Regions from separate parts of the Mus musculus genome. Here region 2 is linked to region 1. The links are chromatin contacts, called in public Hi-C maps. All regions are on one chromosome and are shown on one strand. Each heading gives the region's core, a stretch centred on a gene start, on an enhancer-like site or on the middle of the called end of the contact. The rest is flanking DNA. Distances are from core to core; before and after follow the strand shown.

Region 1 (3,907 bases), core at 354-2,853:
TTCATAACCAACCTCACTAAGCTAATTTCTTATCACTCTGGGCTACTCTACAGATGTAATTTATTTTATCTGTTCCATGCTTATTTGATAATAAAATATCAATCTAATGATATGTGGAACAAAATATAAGCATCCTGTTAGCAGATGAATATTAAAATGTTTACGCCACCAGGAGGCAGAGGTGGGTGGATCTTTATGAGTTTGAGGCTAATCTGCTCTACATAACAAGTTCCAGGTTCGTCAGAGTTACATGATGAGGCCCTGTATCAAATAAAAATAAATAATGAAAATTTTTTGTACGTCAGTGATAAACTGTAGAAAGAGATTTTGTTTTACTTAGTTGCTGGGGACTGGACCCAGGTTAAATGCTAAGATTGTACTGTACCACTGCACCACATTCCCCCGCTCCCATCTATACAAATCATTTTAATTTAAAAAATAGGTATAATACCAAGAATCTTTAGGCTACCACAAATTCAAATTTCCATAACTTTCTATTAGTCCTGTTATTTCTTTTTGTTGTTGTTGTGGTTTTGTTTTTGTTTTTCGAGATAGGGTTTCTCTGTGTAGCCTTGGCTGTCCTGGAACTCACTCTGTAGACCAGGCTGGCCTCAAACTCAGAAATCCACCTGCCTCTGCCTCCCAAGTGCTGGGCTTAGAGGCCTGTGCCACCACACCCGGCTCAATCCTCTGTTATTTCTTACTCTTTCAAGTAGTAATATGTCAGGATGCATAATTTATAGGTATATAAAACTATAAAAATTTGCAATCTGATTCCATCTCTGAAGCTAATTAGGAAGTTTGGCACTTAAAAAATATAAGGGGCTAGGGGCTGGAGAGATAGATAGCTCATTGGTTTAGAGCACTTGCTCTAAACCAGAGGACTGGAGTTTGGTTGTCGGTACCCATGTGGAACAGCTCATAACCACATGTTATGAGCTCCATCAGGATCCAGTGCATTCTTCTGTCCTCAGCTGGCACCACACTCATGTGCAAGCACACATACTAACATACATGAAAATAAGGAAATATATCTATAAAAATAATCTTAAGGGGGCTCAGTGGGTAACAGCACTTGCTATGCGATCGTGACCTGAGCATGTACCACATGCGTATATTGCATTCACACTCACTAAAAAGGTAGAATCCTAGAAAGTCAGTAGGCATTCTTTCATCACCAAAAAGAACAACTCAAATAACATTAGAGAACAACTCTGCGCAAAAAAAAAATGTAAAGGAAGGACAATGGAGTGAGTCTCTTAAATGTAGTTTCAACACACATATATGAATCTGTGAACAGGTTTGGCAATGGAACCAACCCACACACAGTAAATGTTAAAGGAAGGAAGGAACTGGGCCCTGTACCGATTCGCCACAAGACGGCGCTGCCTGGTTTCCTTACTGTGAGCCGAACGCCCCCACGTGGCCGTCCCGAGACGGTGCCACCCGGCACTTCACTCCCGGCCTCCTTCCCCGCCTTCCGGAAGTATGTTCTATAGCTCGGCAAGAGCCCGCCCCGGGGTAGGCGGGGCCAAGGGGCGTGTGTCCGCTTTCCCCTGGGCCTGATTGGTTAGTGCTCCCGCAGCGCGGAGACGTTTTCCTGTCGACGCTGTGTTTGGGGAAAGGAGCGCGGGAGCTGTACCGCTGCTGGTCGGGTCTGTGGGCCGCGGGCTTTCCGCGCGATCTCCGGCGCCCACCGCTCGGGGAGCCTCAGTCCGTGGTGTCCCCCGAGCGTGCCGGCTAGGAGAGAAGGGAAGAGGGATCCCTGAGCCGTGTAGCCGCTTTGAGTGCCAACTGCGAGGTGAGCGCTGGAGTGTCCAAGCGACCCCGGGTCAGTTGCAGCTGAGGACGCGATGTGCCGAGCACTTGACACGATGCACTTTTCTCATTTGAACCGAATGGGCTCCTGGGCCACTGAGGCAAAACGCTGCTCCTGGCGACGACAAGGAGCATTGCGGTTTAGTGTGGTATCTGCCCAGGTCCAGGCCCATGCAGCGGGAAAGATTAGGAGAGAAACCGACCAAGGGACTAAACCCAACACTGAAAAATCAGTCTCTGATTTCGCCATCCCTGGCCAGTGCACCCCCTTCAGCCCCAATAAACTTGTCCCTAAATGCCTTTTCTTGCAAGTAAGTGGGAGAAGCTTTTCAGGGTGTTGGTTTATTTTTCAGGTGTAGGTTCCCGGTTGAGAAACGATGACGGAGGTTCTGGATCTCCACGGACAGGACTCTGATGGGGGTAGTGAGGAGATGGTCCTAACTCCTGCAGAGCTCATTGAAAAGCTGGAGCAGGTAAGCACCCCAAATATGTCCCGTGTTCTTAGCTCTTAACTTACTCCAGGTGTGCAGTACCACGGCTCAGAAAATAAGGAAACAGAAGATTTGTTTCCAAAGAGCAGTGTTTGTAACATCTGCATAAAAATAGGAAGCCAGAAAGCAGGGCCTTCTTTAGGAGTCTCATCTTGTCAGTCTTCAAGGATGGCTAGTAAAAGTAGGCTTTGGACACATGTAGTAGAATGTTTCACAAAGCAATGCTCTGCTGTGCTATTTTGAGGACGTAAAGATGTGTGTGATCTGTAGAGAAGCATGCCATTTCTCTATAGTAGTCTCTTCCTCTGTTTCCTCCCCCATTGGAAGATATCTGCTCTAACAAGAAATTGCCATCCCTTTTGGTCATAATAGCAGTGATTATTTCTTGCATAGTTGTTGTTGTCGTCGTCGTCTTCTTCTTCTTCTTCTCCTTCTCCTTCTTTCTCCTTCTCCTTCTCCTTCTCCTTCTTCTTCTTCTTCTTCTTCTTCTTCCCCTCCTCCTTCTTTTCCTCCTCCTCCTCCTCCTCCTCCTCCTTCAATAATATCTTCTCATGAACCTCGGGTAGTTTAGGAATTCTGAACATGCTTGGGGTTTTTTAGGTTTTGTTTTTGCTTTTTGTTTGTTTGTTTTAAGTTTGTTTTTGAGATAGGGCCTCACTATGCATCACTGGCCGGTCTTGAACTCTCAGAGTTCACCTGCCTCTGCCCTCTGTGTGCTGGCAGTAAAAGCATGCACTGTGTTGCCCTATAAGTTCTGGGACATTCATGGCGTATACTATTGAGTGTTCTTTAGAGGACAGTTGACCATGGGTACCCACCTCCAGTGGATACCTCTACAACATAGCCCCTACAACCAAGGCTCAGGGAACGCCAAAGAAGAGAGAGCAGGAAGAGACAGAGGACCAGGACATCTGCTGCAGGGTTATCCTCTCTATATGTCAGGGAGGCTGTGCCCATGAGAGCTCAGGAATATTGCTGCTTAGACAGGACCCAAACAATGAATGACAATGGCATTCCAACACGGATGGGGAACCTCACAAGGCCCCACCCCTAAGTGAGCTGCAGACGAATAACGACAGCTGAGAGAGGAAGATTATTAGTCTTCCTCGGGATGAGGTCCCTAAATGGTTATCCAGTGCCAAATGGCCATCCCTGAAAACAGACAGACGAGCAACACCGCATGAATCCAGCAGGTTCTATCTATGCATTTATTTGTATATATAGGTAACAATAATTTAAAAGAGGCCATGAATTTTGAGATGGAGTCGGGGGATATGGTTGGCATTGGAGGGAGGAGAGGAAGAGGGGATGATGTAATTGTACTTTGACTAAACTTTAAAAAAATAAAAGGTTCATTGGGTCTTTCTTACAGTGCAGAGTTTCTCATTTCGGTGATTGTGTTTGTTTGGTTGGACTGTATAATCAAACAGATGAGTGGCTTCCCCAGGGTTTTACTGTGTGTAAGAGGCTGAGGTCAGTGTCCTGGCTGGCTGGTCTCTCCTTGGCCTGTGGTGGCTGTCTCCGGTGTCTTCGCTTGTTCTTCTCTCTTGGCTGTGTCTGTGGTAACATTTTGTTTTCTGAAAAGGACGCCAGTCACC
Region 2 (3,907 bases), core at 856-3,355, 7.9 Mb before region 1:
TGGTGTGCCTGCTCACCTCGTATGGGTGGAAATGTTCCTAGCTCTCTATTCTGTCCCATTATTTTCTCAGTGTAACCTGATACCATTACACACTGCTGTGTGAAGTTCATAATCTTGTCAGGGAATTGCATCCCTTTATTCGGCCTCTTTGGACCTCACAGTTTGGTGGCGCATTGTGGGAGGATACCTTTCTCCTTGAAGGCAGTGGGTGCCATCACCTTTTAAAATTATTCACAGCTCAATGTTGGGGCTCACATTTGTAATCCCAGTGGAGAAGGTGGGGGGACAGGAGGATTGCTCACAGGTGTGAGGTCAGCCTGGGTTGCTATACAATGAGTTGCATGCCAGACTGTTACACTGACACTCTTTCTCAAAAAACAAATAGACAGCCAGATGTAGCTCAATACAGGGTGACAGGTGTCGCTCAATGGTACAACCTTGCCTAGCATGATTAAGGCACTGGGTTCCCCACAACCACACACAAGGCCAACCACACTGTTGGCTGCACCCACACTCAGTTTGAGAGCTGTGAGGAGAGCAATATCACGCTGTCATACGTTACTGTTTCATCAGAGATGCAATCTAGCATGCAGACCTCAGATGTTTACCACAAAGGTCATATACTTTGCTGTACTGTAAGGCTGCATATACTTTGGGTCTGGGTTCCTCCTGGTTTAATTTCCTACTGATCTTTCCTCTTGCTCTCCGTTCTCTAGCCCACACTTTTCCTTTGTCTGTTTTTACTCCAACTATCTCCTTAAGTGTAGGGCTCTTCATTATCTTTCCTTAAAAGGCACACACACCCTGATGCCACAACTTACTGCATTACCTCAATGTGATTCTCTACCTAATTATCACTTACTTCTACCGCATTCTCCCAATAAACCTTCCTTTCTTAAAAGATATTTTATTTACATTTCAAAGGTTATTCCCTTTCCTAGTTTCCCCTCCGAAAATCCCCTACCCCCTCCCCCTGCTCCCCAGCCCACCCACTCCCATTCCTGGCATTCCACTCCAGGCATTCCCTTATACTGGGGCATAGAACCTTCACAGGATCTAGGGCCTCTCCTCCCATTGATGACCGACTAGGCCATTGTCTGCTACATATAAACCTTTCTAAAAGAACCTGTCTCCACTAACTTACTTTGCGTTATCCTCATCGTTATCACCATTGCCAGCATCCGGCTATGACCTCCCTGTAAAACTCAAGTTGGTCTCAAGCTCCCGAACCAACCTCCCCACTAGCTGAGTGTTCACAGCTGCCTCGTTGCTTTTACAGCACTTAACAGTACTTAAACATTATATTATACAGTTTATGGTACAAGTCTCTGAATCCCATTGCTAAGTAAGGACCTTGAGGGTGTAGAACATTGTTCCCCTTCATTGCTCTGTCCGGGACTGTATTTGGCACATGACAATTTCTTCAAAATCACTTGAACTACTTAATGGCTTTCAAAAGGGAGAACTGGGGAAGCAACCCTCATTTTATTATCACTCCTGCTGACCTTTTAAAAGCACTTTCTCAGGCCTGGATAATGGCTCAGGAAGGAGTGTGAGTCTGGTAACCCGAGTTTGATCCTTACAGAAGGAGCAAGGGAGCGACAGTAGAATCTGTCCGTTTGGGGGTCACATGCATACAGGTTTTTTTCGTTTGTTATGTTGTTTCCCCATACGACACTGCCGTGTGTGTTTCAAAGTGAGAACGGAGATGGCTGCTAGAAGTTCCCGCGGGTTGGTAAAAGAGCTGACGGCTTCAGGCTTTCCAGGCACGCGGCCACGGCCAGAAATGGGACGGTAATTAGCATTAAAGCCCCGCGCGTGCACAAGTGACTCGGAGGGTGCGCCTTGGGTTAGAGAGGACAAAGAAGCCCCACTTTTTAGAGGTTTGGAGCTCGCGCAGAGACACAGCAAGCAGGACAAGACGATATGTGCGCTCCTAGGGCAAGGGCTGCCGGAGGCGAGCACGCCAGGATCCAAGCGTGCGCTGGCGCGGAAGCGCGCATGCTCACTGTGCCCGGGGACGTCACGGGCTTCTGGGACACTGAGACGTTCTCGCGATAGGTTAGTGGCTCTCCGGAAGTGGCTCCGCGGAAGAAGCGTGGCCGCTTCCCCGGTCCTTCCTAATGCGGCGAGCTGAGCTGCCGGCACCATGCAGTCGGACGACGTGAGTTTTCCTCCTCTCGCCTTGGCACCACTGGGTTTTGCGCGGCATTTCGCTCATTTAGGATTCAGTCCCGCACGCTCAGACGGCCCGTTTGTCTCCGCTTCTCCCGGATGGCGAGACTTGCAGAGCCCCGATTTCCGATAGTGGCTTCCCACGCGCGTGTAGAAGGCCAGGCCACCCCAGCCCCAGCCCGCCGGGTGGGCTTCCTTAGTCCCTAGTGCTTGGCAGTGAAGCCCTTTGTGCCAGCTGCCATCTGAACGGCAGTTGTCTCGGGGTGGCAAGGCGGGAGAGATGCGATGTTTAAAATCCGTGCTTAGGGAACTCCTCCATGAGCGCTACCTCTCCAGTGTTAGGCTTTTTATTTTGCTCTGCAGCCTGCCCGAGGCGTAGTTTCGGAAGTAAGACTTCGTTTGTCTGTTCACAGAGTTGTAAGTACATAGCCAGTATCCAACTGGTGTAGGTTCAGTGTGATGATTGGTTGTTAACAGTCGGGCAAAAGACATTTAAAAAAAACCAAAAAAACCTCTGCTCTCATGAGCACTCTGGGGATGGAGAATAACGGTACTATGAAAGAGGAGTAATGGAGAAAGAGCGGTAGATCAGTCACATTGGGCTAAAAACCCCAGAATTGGGACTGAGGCAGCCACTGAAGAGCCGTAGGAATAGTAAAGGTACAAAGATGAGAGATAGGGAAGGACTTGTTACAGGAATCCAGAGGATGAGGGGGAGACTGGATTTGATAGGCTTGCCCGGACAAGGTCAGGGAGAACCTTGAAGGAAATGGTTTCCAGGTCTTTTTTAGTGGGAACTAGGGAGAACTGTTGTATTTTTTTTTTTTTTTAATTTAAGAAGAGCGTGAAAATGAGAGTTGCACTGGGGTATGTTTACCATCGGGATCCTTTTAGAGATGCTAAGTGGGCAGCTGGGCGCACAGACAAATCCGGTGCCCAGGAAAGAGGTGTGACCAAATGATGTGTAAGAGGTCTGACCACGAAGCTGAATAATACACCCACTCCACTTCTCGTTTCCTACAATCCTTACCCCTGTGTGTTTTATTCTTTGGCCCTTCGTTCTTCCCCCCTTTAACTGCTCTAGGGTCCTTCTTGGCTCTTCAGTGCAGTCCATCTAGAGACCTTTATGCTCACACACACACCCCCATATGTGGCTTTAGTGATTGCAACTTGATGCACCGTTTTTATATACTATGCACTTCACCAGGTTCCGGGATGTAAGGACCGTAGGATTGTTCTCATCCAGCAAACGCCAGGGTTTGTGTTTGGAGACGGCAGTGCCTTTACTTTAGAGTGCAGAACACATTAGAGAGACAAGGTAGAAGGTAATAAGGTTGTGATGATGGTGTGTATATCTAAGTATCTAGTGCTGTGCAGAATTGGACAATGGATAATGAACACATGTAAAAAAAGTTACAATGTAAATGTGATAGGGCTCATTTTGTTCACACTATACATAAGGGCATACTACAGATGCTAGAATGTATGTATGTATTGAAAATAATTCTGGGGAAGTAGTTACTAACTATAAATGAACTTCTGTTGCTGAGTAATAGGGTATGGTCGTATCTGCATTTAGGTTTTTCTTGCGACTTTGTTGTTGTTTATAAGAATATATGTATTCATGTTAGGGGACGAGCGAGGCCTATTAAAAGATAGCTCTATCTTTTCATTCCCTAAAGACCCTTTCCTCACTGTGACACCCAGCAATGTGCTCTGACATGGTCCTCAT

Evidence for each region. Hi-C and Micro-C count contacts between places; a contact is called where the count stands out from the background.
Region 2: a contact with region 1 is called in a Hi-C map of CD8 T cells, with 4 times the contacts expected there. The contact joins the promoter of Mak16 here to the promoter of Gins4 in region 1. A contact is called at or near these places in 2 of 39 promoter capture datasets (cranial neural crest and pre-B cells) and 1 of 484 Hi-C or Micro-C datasets (CD8 T cells).

Annotation. Positions count from the first base shown.
Region 1 is chr8:23,235,364-23,239,270 of GRCm38.p6, reverse strand. Gins4 (GINS complex subunit 4 (Sld5 homolog)) reads left to right here and starts at 1,603. Exons shown (of 8, transcript NM_024240.6): 1 at 1,603-1,801; 2 at 2,172-2,291. The coding sequence starts at 2,196. Gm39141 (a long non-coding RNA gene) reads right to left here and starts at 1,491. Exons shown (of 3, transcript XR_870246.2): 1 at 1,403-1,491.
Region 2 is chr8:31,166,922-31,170,828 of GRCm38.p6, reverse strand. It overlaps Mak16 (MAK16 homolog), which reads left to right and starts at 2,105. Exons shown (of 10, transcript NM_026453.3): 1 at 2,105-2,164. The coding sequence starts at 2,150.